3 separate regions of the Mus musculus genome follow, and regions 2 and 3 are each linked to region 1. A link is a contact called in public HiChIP or PLAC-seq data. All regions are on one chromosome and are shown on one strand. Each heading gives the region's core, a stretch centred on a gene start, on an enhancer-like site or on the middle of the called end of the contact. The rest is flanking DNA. Distances are from core to core; before and after follow the strand shown.

Region 1 (4,309 bases), core at 1,344-3,843:
GCGTTACACAGAAGAGCACAATTCTTGGTATTTATTGCCTATGAAACCGTTTACTCTTACCTGCTGGCTGCACTGCACACTCACTCTATTGAGAGAAGAAGACTATCTTCTTTTGCCACGTGTCCCAGCTCTTAGTCCATTTCTCTAGTGAAATGAGGTCATGAATATGCATTAGTTATAGTTTTGGTTGAGACCTGATTCAGAAATCTCAAATAACAATAACTTACCAGGCATTTATACAGAACTTTAGACACTTGGTTAAAAAAAAAAAAAAAAAAAAAAAAAAAAGAGTTGCTTGCAAATGCTATGTAGGTAGAATGGTATTTCCTAACCAATCAAAGCCATAGAAATAGCATTTACTTTTCTTCATTAGGTTATCAGATGTTTGAGCAATATGCTGTCTTCTACCCAATATACAACCTCATGAGAATAGCAAATAAAAGGTCAAGTGACTTGTTAGCCTGTTACTCTATGTGGTCAAAACTGGCTTGAACTCCTCCAAATTCTGGAACTACAGACGTGCGCTACCCAAGCATGGCCCAATAACTTTTCTTTGTTGTTTTTTGTTTTGTTTTTCGAGACAGGGTTTCTCTGTGTAGCCCTAGCTGTCCTGGAACTCACTCTGTAGACCAGGCTGCTCTGGAACTCAGAAATCCGCCTGCCTCTGCCTCCCAAGTGCTGGCGAGCGCCACCACCTCCCAGCCAATAACTTCTAATTAGTCAAAATAATCCAAAATGCTTACTGGTCAACCCAGATAAAGATAAAATCTAATGGCTTGGGATAAAACTAATGTTTCATTTCTCAAACAGGAATAGAAATACTTCAATCACATGACAATTGTTCACTCAATAGTGAAAAAAACCAAAAACCCAAAAAAAACCCAGTTATCACACACAGAGTCAAGCTTTTATCATGTGGGGCACATAGCTAGTAAACTGTGAATTAACAAAATGGTTTCAGACAGAGAAAAGGGCTCACGAAAAACTTCCGAGTATGCGATGACGTACAGAGGGACACCATCACTCTAAGAACCATCCAGGACCTGTCTCCGCAGACAAAAGTGCTCGCCCCAAAAATACCGTCCCCGGAGAGGTGAGATTAGATCCCCCAAATCCCCGGCTTTAGCAAGCAGTATGCAGACACTGTAAAAAAGAAACTGAATCATGGCTGTAGGGAACCTAGGATAAAAGTTTTAAGTAGGGAAAGAAGCCGAAGTTACTACAGAAGGCCGTCATATTTACTACAGGAGGAAGCCATAGTCACCACAGAAGCAGTCGATCTTTCCCCGCTTTGGTTTTTCGAGACAGGGATCCTTTCTCTAGGCAGCCTGGCCGTCCTGGAAGTTGCTTTCTGGACTTGGCTGTCCTCCAACTCAAAGGGATCCTCCTGCCTCTGCCTCCCGGAGTGCTGAGATTACAGGCCAAGTGAGGCCGCCGGCGCCACCACTCGGTGTTAAGTCGTAATTCTTAGAAAAGTTGGTCGGTAGTATGGCGGCCAGGGTCCAAGTGCAAAGGAGCCTGGGAATTCTACGGAAAGCCATTTGCGTTGCAGTTCAACACCAAAGGAAACCATTATAGGGTGTTAAGTTAAACCACTATTCTGGATCTACTACTAAAGGACAACAGTGAACAGGGAACTCCTCAGGCAATTTGAGAACCAAGCAATCTGAAGGTTGGAATGCAGACTGTAGGAAGCAAGAGGAAGTTCTTTCCGGCTGGATGCTTGATTGGAAAATGGAGTGAGGAAACTGGAAAATTAAGTAAAGAAAATCAGTAATTTAAAAAAAAGCTGTTCTAGCCGGGCGGTGGTGGCGCACACCTTTAATCCCAGCACTTGGGAAGCAGAGGCAGGCGGATTTCTGAGTTCAAAGCCAGCCTGGTCTACAGAGTGAGTTCCAGGACAGCCAGGGGTATACAAAGATACCCTTTCTCGAAAAACAAACAAACAAACAAACAAACAAAAACAAAAACAAAACAAAGCCAAAAAAATGCTCTTCGATTTTCTTTTTCTAGAATAATCTATTGAATTTTATAGAGGTAAGTGGAGAGAAAAGGTAGGTGCCCTGTTACCTCGCTAATTTAAACATTTTCATATAAAATAGATCTAGGGAATTGAGATAAGATAAAAGCACACGAACACTTGGAACAAAATTTGAAACAGAATTTCAAGGAGATTCCAACCTGAATTCCCACTTTCCTCAATGTGCATCTACTGTGCTCCTTAATATGTTTGAAAACGTGATGGCCAATGGACCAAGGTAGCTGGTGATCGATGCAGTCTGAAAGCCAGCATTTATTTGCCAAGATCTTCACCAATTTGGAAGAGTCAAAACTCTAAATTGCTGGTTTTCAAACCCTTCCCTCCTCCCTTTCCTCATAACGAGAAAAAAGACAAATCCCAGCCATTTCATGAAACAGGACTTACCTAATGCCCACAGCGATGCGATGCGCTCTACCTATTTCCTCCTTGGTTTCCTTTCTGAAATCCCAAGAAGAAACTGCCACTCGTACCCAGAGCCACAGTGGAAATCTAGGCGGCTAGGAGTTCAGCTCCTTGGACCCCTCCCTTTTTAGATGGACGAACTCTGTTCCGGCCACACTTACGGAGTAACTAACTCCGAGCTGGGTAGGCTGGAATGCCCAATGAGAAGCGCTCAAGGTGGGTGTGGGCGGGGATGTGGGCGGGCCCCTGGCCCTTCAGGTGACCCACCCAGAGCTGTCCCCTTGTCTTGGGTCGGCGTGGAAGGGTGGGGCAAAGACTCTTGCTCAGTTATGCAAATGCCTCTTCAGAATCCCGATCGCCTGGCCTTGAGACTCAGTCACATCTCAGTACCTCTGTTACAGACTTGTAACCGAATTTACACAAGCAGAGGATGCAGTTTCTACCTACCTACCTACACACACACACACACACACACACACACACACACACACACACCGAAAACTTTCTTTACACTTTCGTCCCATCGCCACTCTAGACCCCAGCCTCTCCCGGACCCCGCTACAAAGTACACTAGTTGCCTGAACTTTTTCCAGCATTAATGTGACTGCTGGATTCCCGCAAAGCAACACAACTCACTTTGAGAGCGTGGGTCATGCAGCGTTCACCACTGACTACAAACGGTCTAGTGAAATTTAATGGTTCGTATAAATACGCCGGGCACCATTAAGACAAAAACCAAATCAATATTTAAGATCCTCTTACATTTAACCTGAGCTTTTCTGTAATTTACTTATCAGGGAGGAATCGGTCATTTATTCTAGGTTTTTTTTTTCTTCTTTTGAATAAAATTCAGTTGTGAGATCGAAAAAAATTTTTGACTGATGAAATTTTGACTATTTATGAAGTGTCTCTCATTCCTCTGAATGGAAGTAGGATAAACCTCCTGTCATCCCCGGAAGTGAGTTTGTGGCTGAAGACAGAACAAGGAACTGCTTTACTCCAGGTTTCCAGAACACTTCATTTAGGCGTTTTAAAAAATGCATTGGCAGCCGGCGTGGTCCACTCGGGAGGCAGAGGCAGGCGGATTTCTGAGTTCGAGGCCAGCCTGATCTACAAAGTGAGTTCCAGAACAGCCAGGGCTAAACAGAGAAACCTGTCTTGAAAACAAAACAAAACAAAACAAAACAAAAAACAAAAAACAAAAAACAAACAAAACACATTGGCAAATTCTCAACAAGTTCTCTGACTGCCTTTGCATGTGAGTGTGTGTGGATGTGAGTGTGTGTGTGTGTGTGTGTGTGTGTGTGTGTGTGTGTGTGTATGACAGAGAGAGAGAGAGAGAGAGAGAGAGAGAGAGAGAGAGAGAGAGAGAGAGAGAGAGAGAGAGGAGAGAGAGAGAGAGAACCCCCCTGGTTACAAAGTGAGGCCCTGTTTCAGTTTCCTCCCTTTTAGGTTATGCTTAGGTTTCAAGGAGAAAGCAGAAGGCCTTTCTTTTGCATTAGGTACTCAGAATCTGAGCCACACCCTTTTGTTATCAGAGCCTTAGCCTGGGCTGTAAAACACTGGACAAACTGGATTAAAGTGTAACTCCTCCTTTGGTAGGTCTCATTCCTATCAGGGTGAGGCTGTGGCAAGGACTCTCAGACTATCTGAGGACTATCCTGTCCAGCATTCGAGTCCTTGTTCCACCTCACACGTCCATTGTTGTTATTAATTTTTGTCCCATTGCAATTTTGCTTTCCTTTCCAAGTCCCTCCCCACACTCCAAAGGAACACTAAACGAACAAACTCATCTGTGGACATAGGAACTTTGCTTCCATAGGGACATAGGGAAATTTTGTTTCTCCAAAATAAGTTGGGGAAGCA
Region 2 (4,309 bases), core at 981-3,480, 2.1 Mb before region 1:
TCAGCTAATGGAGGGATCATAGGGCTCCCAATGGAGGAGCTAGAGAAAGTAGCCAAGGAGCTAAAGGGATCTGCAACCCTATAGGTGGAACAACATTATGAACTAACCAGTACCCCGGAGCTCTTGACTCTAGCTGCATATATATCAAAAGATGGCCTAGTCGGCCATCACTGGAAAGAGAGGCCCATTGGACTTGCAAACTTTATATGCCCCAGTACAGGGGAACACCAGGGCCAAAAAGGGGGAGTGGGTGGGCAGGGGAGTGGGGGTGGGTGGATATGGGGGACTTTTGGTATAGCATTGGAAATGTAAATGAGTTAAATACCTAATAAAAAATGGAAAAAAAATATAGCAAAGGATAAAAATCTCAATTTAATACCCAACACTTTATTTGACGATCTTAAAAGCATTGAATTCTCAACAGCTGTACATCCAGAGAAACATTTTTGTTTTAATGTTCAACATGCTTGGCCGTTAGGGATAGACTAATTAAAACTACTTTGAGGTTTCATCTTATCCCAGTCAGAATGGCCAAGTTAAAGAAGAAGAAAACCAGCGGCTAGCATGGATACGGGGAAAGAGGGACTATTATCCACCACTGGTGGGTAGAGGGAGAATTTTGGTTTTTTTAAAAACCCATTCATGTTATGCAAATATGTTTTTGTTTTAATCCCAGGTGTGGGGTATGGGATGCTTCAGATTGTCCACAGCAGCTAACTATGATTCGTCTTGTGGTCTGGCATGGGTGTGATACTGCCAGCTGAAGATATTTTATGTTTGGAATTCCAGGAACTCTTGCGAGGCTAGAAAAATGCCCTAGCTCCAAGAGGCTGCGGCAGCTACTGGTCTCTGCTGCTGCTGTTTGCCCGTCTTTCTTGTTGGCTGGATGACTGCCTGTTTCTAGTTGTAGATATCCTGATGATGGAAGATTGGTTTTCCTCCAAGGAACTTGATGCCACTACTCATCAGGAAGTAGTCTAAAGAGACCTGTTCTCCTTTCCCCTCTAGCCTTCTTTTTTGCCTACCCGGGATTGGGCGGTTGGAAGGGGTTGGGGTAGAGAAGAGTGGTAGGTAAAAGAACCTAATAAAGTAGCCAAAAAGTATGGTTACAGGTAGGAGTATAACTGGTCCAGCCACTATGTAAAGGTTCCTCAAAGAGCTAGAAGTAGATCTACCATGAGATCCAGCTGAATCACTCTGGATCAGATACCCCAAAGACTATAGTTTGCTGTTACGGTATGAGTACACCACGGTCATTGCTGTTCTATTCATGGTAGCCAGGAAATGGAAGTGGCCCCAATATCCAACTATGATGAATGGATAATGAAAACCTAGTAGTACACTGACAAGAGTCCTACCCACGAGAGTCACATTCTACCACTGAACTGCACCCCCACCTTCTTAAAATGATTTATATCAAATAAGAAAGCCTGTCTGAGAGCAGATATTTGAAGGTAATTTCAATGCATACCTTTATAATAATTTGAAAATATAATGATTTCTAATTCAAAATACCTAAAGCAAAAATACTATAAAAGAAATACAACTAGGCATAGTGAATGATAAGGATCAGGATGATGTTATATAAACTAGATGTACCAAATAAGGATGGTTTACTAACATGAATAATGAAGACTAGATTGTCAGTGCAGCTGTGTCCAATCGGAGAATGTTGTATTGATTTTATAATCTCCATCAGGGATTTCTACCCTGCCTTTGATCATTCATTCAGTTCCCAGATAATATATATTCATAATTATTTATATTTTAAATATATTTTACATTTATAATAAGTCTTAAAAGCACTAGAGCTGGGCAGGTATCTAGCCTCTATGTCTATTTCCCTGCAAACAACCCTGAGATATGTCTTGCCATATTTCACCTTGGCCAGTCTTACCCTACTCTGTTTTTAATTCTGTAGGCTGAAATGGAAAGTTCTACTGTGAATCCCCATCTAACTCATTTGAAATACAAGGAGACTAGAAACTAATTAAATTCTAAATCTCTCCTCCAAGTTGCAAGCAACTCTGCTTTATTGTCAGTCATCTCAATCTCTTTCGAAAGCCAAAGGCTACTTTCTGAGTCCTGGTGTCTGCCATTCGCTGTCATGAAAGAGTCACCATTATTACAGTCCAGTCAGCAGTACAGATAATAACTTACCTCAAGTCAAAATGAATCAGGACTTAGCTAGGCTCAGTCCATCCACACAGAGCCTCCCAGGAACTTCTAACTGAAGTCAGAATTACAAACGGTTTTCCCCATTATTTGATTAGAGGCAGGCAAAGTTGACTCTGGCTCTAATCCAGAAACAACATGAGGAAATCAGTTTTACTGGAAGGAATAAAAAACAAAAAACAAACAAACAAAAAAAACCAAAAAAAACCAAAAAACCAAAAACAAAAAAAAACAACTGGAGGGCAAGCTCCAATACTTTTTTTTTTTGTCTTGTTTTGTTTTGTTTTGTTTTGTTTTTTGAGACAGGGTTTCTCTGTGTAGCCCTGGCTGTCCTGGAACTCACTTTGTAGTCCAGGCTGGCCTCGAACTCAGAAATCTGCCTGCCTCTGCCTCCCAAGTGCTGGGATTAAAGGGGTGTGCCACCACCACTGGCCCCAATACTCTTATATTCTCAATTTCTCCTCCGTGCAGGACATTTTATTGGATTACATATCTTTATGTCAGCCTTTTATAGTTGTGTTCATCCAGAGAATTTTATACTTCATCCTAAAAGTCAAAGCCATCTGAAACTTTGCCTTACAGATAGATAGTAAAGTTAAGAAACTGCCAGCTGCAAAGGAGGAAACTAAAGTATCATTTCAACTAAGACAGGGACAGAGGCTGCGTTTTTCTTAGGTATGAAAACACCACCACCACAAGCTTATAACGGACGCAATGGACCCATCAGTTTACTTGATCCTTTTTTATTATGATTTTTCTTTATTCTTGAGAACTTCAGATATGAAAACATGAAATATGACCATATCCACATCCCATTCTCCTCCAAGTTTCCCCATGTCGTCTTCCCAACTTCACCTTTTTTTTTTTTTTTTTTGATACCACCCTAAATTCCCATCAGGGCAGCACATGTGTGCATGAATCTGGGACTGTCCATTAGTAACAGCGTTCTCTGATATGTAAGATTGTGCCCCTTCCTGTAAGCATTAGCCATGCTCTTACTAGCTGTTCTTTTTGCTTTTAAAGCCTCTGGAGCCGCTTTTATTGTGTAAAAGGTAACTTTTTCAGTTCCACTAATCTTGTGTAACCATCTCAGACTGGAAACCAGGTGATCGCTTCTCGTCGATTTTGATGTAACGCAAGCAGTTGTTTGCCATCTGTTCTGTTGCCCCTATTTCTTAACTCAGATTCCGGTAAAAAGTAGAGTGTTTCCCTTCTGTCCTAGGTGAGTCACTGAGCAGAGAGCTTTGCCTGTATTTGACCTTCCCATTAAACACTTTCTGACGATTGACTTAGAAAATTTGGAAGTTCTTATAGAAAAGTTAGTCCCAATGGCTTAAAAAATTAACAATAATAAGGCAATGACATTTAGGCTGAAGTGATCTACACACACAGGAGGGATGAAGTTATGGCATTTGAAATAGTAGAGAATTCAAACCGCTGATATTAAAAGGAAAGCGTGGAATTTTAAAGCTAATGTGACAATGACCACTGTGGTGAGGTTAGTATTTTGAATGTATCTTTCTTGTATCTTTATTGCTTTCTCCACACTCAAAAAAAAAAAAAAATTGACAAGCTCTACTGTCACAGGCGTCTGCAGAGGACACAATAGTAACTAACAACAAGAACTGCCGCATTCGCTACAAGTTCTACAAGCCAAATAGTAAGAACAGGGTTTCCTTTGCCTTTCGGTGATGCTGAGTTTTAAACCTATGGTGTAGCACATAATGAGAATCTGCTTTACCCATGGGCTATACACCCGCTGCCAAAGCTGTTAGAGCTGCATTGACTCAGCCCCCAACACCCTACTCAGCTATCAGCTGTCTCCTTTTCAGTGGGGAAATGGGCACAGAAGTTTAAGCAACTTGCCCAAGGTCACACAGCTAGCAAGAGATGGAGCCAGAACTCAAAGGCAATCTGGCTCTGAATTTGTGATCCTCACAATGAAAACTAGGTTATGCTGTCAAAGACTTGGTTCAAAAGCACTGTCCTAAAAGAAACTCAGGAAAAGCTAACAAGACAGTAAGAACAAAATGTTTGGTCGATGTGCTGTGGAGGCATGCCCCAAAATGCCATTTGTAGGGATTTGATTTTGGGGTGGGGGTGCAGAATAGTATAGAGGAACGGTCATAAAGAT
Region 3 (4,309 bases), core at 1,228-3,727, 2.1 Mb before region 1:
GCAAAACACCATCCAACCGACTTTCTCAAGAACCCGTAAGTTTTTCACACATTCCCTGGAGAACAAAGTCCAATCTGTTCAGATTGGTAATAAGACTTTCTATACTTTGGACCCAACCTGTTGCTCAGTCTTACCTTGTTCAGCCTCCTCTGTGCCTCACCCCACATGAATCTCTACTTCCACCAGCCTGGTTTCTGTGCTGGCCAGTGCTAATTCGGAATGTACTATGTATTCCTGGCATAACCCATCTCCTTCCAATCAGCCTGCCATTCATACTCCTGAGTATTTCAACAAATATGTTCAATATGTCTCCTAAATGCCAAATATTGAAAATCAGTTCCCATATGTATTTTAATACCCAACCTCTTTGTTTCCCACATTTTTACAGATGGCTGTACCATATTTCATCTTCCATAGAAGTCCTAGAGCTACTATTATTTTTGAGATAATATAGCCCTACTCCCCCTGTCCCAACTACTAAAGTGCTTTCTGCCCATATCATTTATTTTGTCATAATCAGGTATTATTAATACCAAACTGATTCATTTCCTAAGGTATTGTATGTCTTTATATATACAAGCTACATTTTTGGAAGTCAGGATAATTTTACAGCATCTCAGGCTTCCCCCACTCCCCATATTTCCCTAAAAGACCAGTGATGCTTGAGGAAAGTTATTTAAAAATATGCAGTATTTTTATTCTTTGCAATTTTCATGTCACGTATTTTGATCATATTCACATACCTCAACTCTTTTTCATAGGTTCTCCAAGATTCACCCTGCACTTCTCCCAAAATGAAAGAGAATCATATCCTCTTAAAACACACACACACACACACACACACACAGAGACACACACACACACACACACACACACACACACACACACACACAGACAGAGAGACACAGAGAGTTCTGTGTAAGCAACTTAGTCACACACACACACACACACACACGAGAGAGAGAGAGAGAGAGAGAGGGAGAGAGAGAGAGAGAGAGAGAGATCTGTGTAGGCAACTTAGTGAGACTCAGATCCAAATGAAAAATAGAGGCCTAAAGATTATAGGTCAGTAGTAGAGTACTTGCCTAGCATGTCATGTCGAAAAGCCCTAGGTTCAATATCCACTACCCGGCTGGGTGTGTAGCTCAGTTGACAGAATGTTTGCCTAGCATGCATGAAACCCTGGGTTTGATTTCCAGCAGTGTACTGATTCATTTCCTTAAGGTATCGTATGTTTTTATGTATACAAGCTACATTGAGGTGGAATGCTACACTTCAGCATTCCACAAGCAGAAGGATCTGAAGTCAGAGATTTGAGGCCAGCCTGAGATACAAGAGACGTTGCCTCAGAAACAGGATAAAAACGAATACAGAAGGCTATGGACACAGTAGTAAATTGCCCTGGGCAGGAAGAGTTTAGTTGATAGGAACCGTGGTGCTCTGAGAGAGTTGTAGTATTTTGTTTTGTAAACAATTTGTTGGTAATTGTGTGGAGCAATTTATTGTGGAAAAACAGAAACCTATTCTTTCTCAATTACATTATTTTACATTTAAAAAAATCCTATTTTAGACATTTAGAAGCTGTCTAAAAACAGAATGTGTATGCATGCAACTAAAATCGACAGGTAGTCTTAACTTCGGAGCCTGGCATATTGAAAGCCTTGCAACTTAAAAAAAAAAAGTTTTGTTTTGTGCTGTTTTTATGACACTATTTATCCATTTATTAACCTTAACACAGCCGTTAGCAAGAATATAAATTAAACAGGATTTCAAAGACTATCCGTTCAGCGAAAATTTCACAAGATTAAACTCTGTTTACAACTACTTCTTTCTACCAACAAAGTAGCGGGACAGCGTTCCAAGTGGCAATGACCACTGACAATCTTATTTATGATTCTTCCACCGACTAAGCACACATGACATACTGATTTAATATCCTTGCTAAAATTAGGGGTTAGATTGTAAAGGCTCATCAGTATCCTTCGTGATAGGAAAGTGGGTAGGAATGCACTACAAGGGTTCCCAGTCTTCCGGTCTCCATCTGGAAGCTCATGCCTCCACAGAAAATTAGAAAGCGCCCGGAGACTTGCAGTGAGCTAAAGCACTTATAAACCCCACAGGCCTCAAGCCTTAAAAAACACAGCGGAGCCATCTGGCAGGCGCACAGCACACTGGGATTTGTAGTTCCGTTTCTTTTGGCTACCCAGTTGAGTGGGCATTCTGGGATGTGTAGTTCCCAGGTTGTTCGTCTGCACAAATCTTTTCCTGACTAGAGGGGCGGTACGTGACTCCACGGAAGGCCCGAGCGTCACGTGACTCAGGTCACCGCACGCCCGGAGTTCGCACTGCGGCTCCAGCCCCGGCGAGTTCTCGCCCCCGCGCAGCCGTTGCCGAGGAGACCGCGCTCGTCTCGCGGAGCGTTGCGCCCCCCCCCCCCTCTGCAGTTCCCCCGCCCCCCACTCTTCTCCCACCACAATGAGGTCCTAAGATGGCGGTGGCTGCGGCGGTTGGCGCCTAGTTAGCTAATGTAGAGAAGGCGGCCATTGGGGCTTTGGGCAGTCGAGGGGGATTTGTGGGCCTCCCTTCCGCGGTCTTGGAGGAAGAACCGCTGCCGGCGGCGGCTCCTGGAGGGGCGGCCGACCGCCACTCGGCCCTTGGCAGGAGGGGCGGCTTCGTTTCCAGGTAACGCGGCCCTGGGCCACCGCGGGCCGGAGCACAGGGTGGTTCGAGGCGGGCGCGGCGCTGGAAGCGGCCTGGGGCCACGCCTGCCCGTTTTAACTCTGAGGTCCCATGGCTGCGCGATCCTTCCCCACCCCCAGGCTGTCATCGGCTCCTCTCGGCGCCGACTGACACGCTAGCTCTGGCGAGCGTCTGGGACGACGCTGGCTGGCGCCTCCACGATCTTGGGGCGTCCCATGTGAGGACCGCTCGCCCGGTGCTGGAGATTTCACCCCCCTCCAGGGTGGAGGGGAAGGTTGCCTTGTAGTTCGGGGTGATGAGTTCCGAAAGAAACTGGCCTTGGCGGCCCGAGGCCCCGGGGACCGCCATCCCTCCCAGCCCACCCGCCGAATTCCATCCTGGGAGGGGTCCCGGGCGGCCCGGATCCTCCTGGGTGCAGAGAGTCTGTGGCCCGGGAGTTTTCTGCGGTCCCTTTTATTCTTGGAGCAGGAAGGCCCCTGGAGGCGTTCCTGACTCCTGCTAGTAGGTTCTTTTCGCTAAGAAAATGTTAATTTAATAATCCTTCTCCGCGCTCCTCCCACTGCCCCTTCTTCACCCCTTCGGGAAGATCCAGTTTCTTTACATCTAGAATGGGTGGTGGGGGGGCGAGGGGGAGACTGGGGATGGGTGGGTGGGAGGGAAGCGAGATGTCCAGTGGGATTCTGGCAGCCTGGCTTGCTTTGCAGAGACTGCTGTTAAGGATTAGGTGTTCGGCCCCCCTGTGGGGGCGTCTGCGTGAACCAACTTTTCCTCTCGCGCTAGCCTGGTCCAAACCCAAAACAAAACACAAAACGTTTTTTTCCTCCCCTTTCTTTCATGGCGGTATTAGGATTGGTGTGGGAACTACGGGTGACAGATCGTGCTTTGGCGCTTAGAAGAAGCGGGCTTTCTGGGTGCCCCTACCGCCTCCTACCCCCGCCCCATAACCGCTTTCCAGACCCCGCCTTCGGTGTTCTCTGGTTACTAGAGCCGGTGTTCAAGAGCTTTTTGTGCACCTGCTTCTGCCTTTTCCCTATCACCTTCCTGGTCAGGGCCACTGGCTGGCGTCGTTAATACCGAATTTCGCACTTGAAGGTACACCTCGGTAAATGTAGTTAAAAAAAAAAAAAGAATTCTCATGCCTAAAGCTTTTTTAAAAAATAAGAGAGTAACAAGTTCTTGAATAGTTTGAGTAACAGGGATTTAATGACTTAATCAGGAGAGTACATTTTCTTCAAGGGTCTTTAGATGGCAGCTGCGGGCTATTTTCATTATATTCCAAAGTGAGTGTTAACACCCAAAGCGTTTGGAAGGATCTTAGAGACTTGGGGTATCTAAACGTCTTTGTTAATGTAAATTGAGTTTAAAATTATTTATAAATTACATATTTTTAATTATCTGAAACGATAGGTCATAAATTTAGTGCTTTCTTTCTAAGTATAAAGTGTAAGAATTTACTGGGTTTTTAAAATTTTAATAAGCAGACAGTTGCTTTGAACCGTGGAACAGAAAGGTATTTCTGAAATGGGGAAAATTTGTTTTTGACACCTTAGTGTGTTAGTTTCATATGTATTAAAGTTGGGAACACTTTATACTGGGCTATGCTGTCTAA

What was found. HiChIP or PLAC-seq counts read pairs in DNA pulled down with a chosen protein or histone mark.
Region 2: an H3K27ac HiChIP or PLAC-seq map of embryonic stem cells shows a contact between it and region 1, with 5 times the contacts expected there. The contact joins the promoter of Fgl1 here to the promoter of Zfp42 in region 1. A contact is called at or near these places in 2 of 115 datasets of contacts at active chromatin or transcription factors (embryonic stem cells and stem cell-derived neural progenitor cells).
Region 3: a contact with region 1 is called in an H3K4me3 HiChIP or PLAC-seq map of stem cell-derived neural progenitor cells, with 5 times the contacts expected there. The contact joins the promoter of Pcm1 here to the promoter of Zfp42 in region 1. A contact is called at or near these places in 1 of 39 promoter capture datasets (stem cell-derived epiblast-like cells), 1 of 484 Hi-C or Micro-C datasets (embryonic stem cells) and 3 of 115 datasets of contacts at active chromatin or transcription factors (embryonic stem cells and stem cell-derived neural progenitor cells).

Annotation. Positions count from the first base shown.
Region 1 is chr8:43,304,416-43,308,724 of GRCm38.p6, forward strand. Zfp42 (zinc finger protein 42) reads right to left here and starts at 2,594. Exons shown (of 4, transcript NM_009556.3): 1 at 2,426-2,594; 2 at 61-144.
Region 2 is chr8:41,212,926-41,217,234 of GRCm38.p6, forward strand. It overlaps Fgl1 (fibrinogen-like protein 1), which reads right to left and starts at 2,231. Exons shown (of 8, transcript NM_145594.2): 1 at 2,161-2,231.
Region 3 is chr8:41,237,282-41,241,590 of GRCm38.p6, forward strand. It overlaps Pcm1 (pericentriolar material 1), which reads left to right and starts at 2,478. Exons shown (of 38, transcript NM_023662.3): 1 at 2,478-2,682.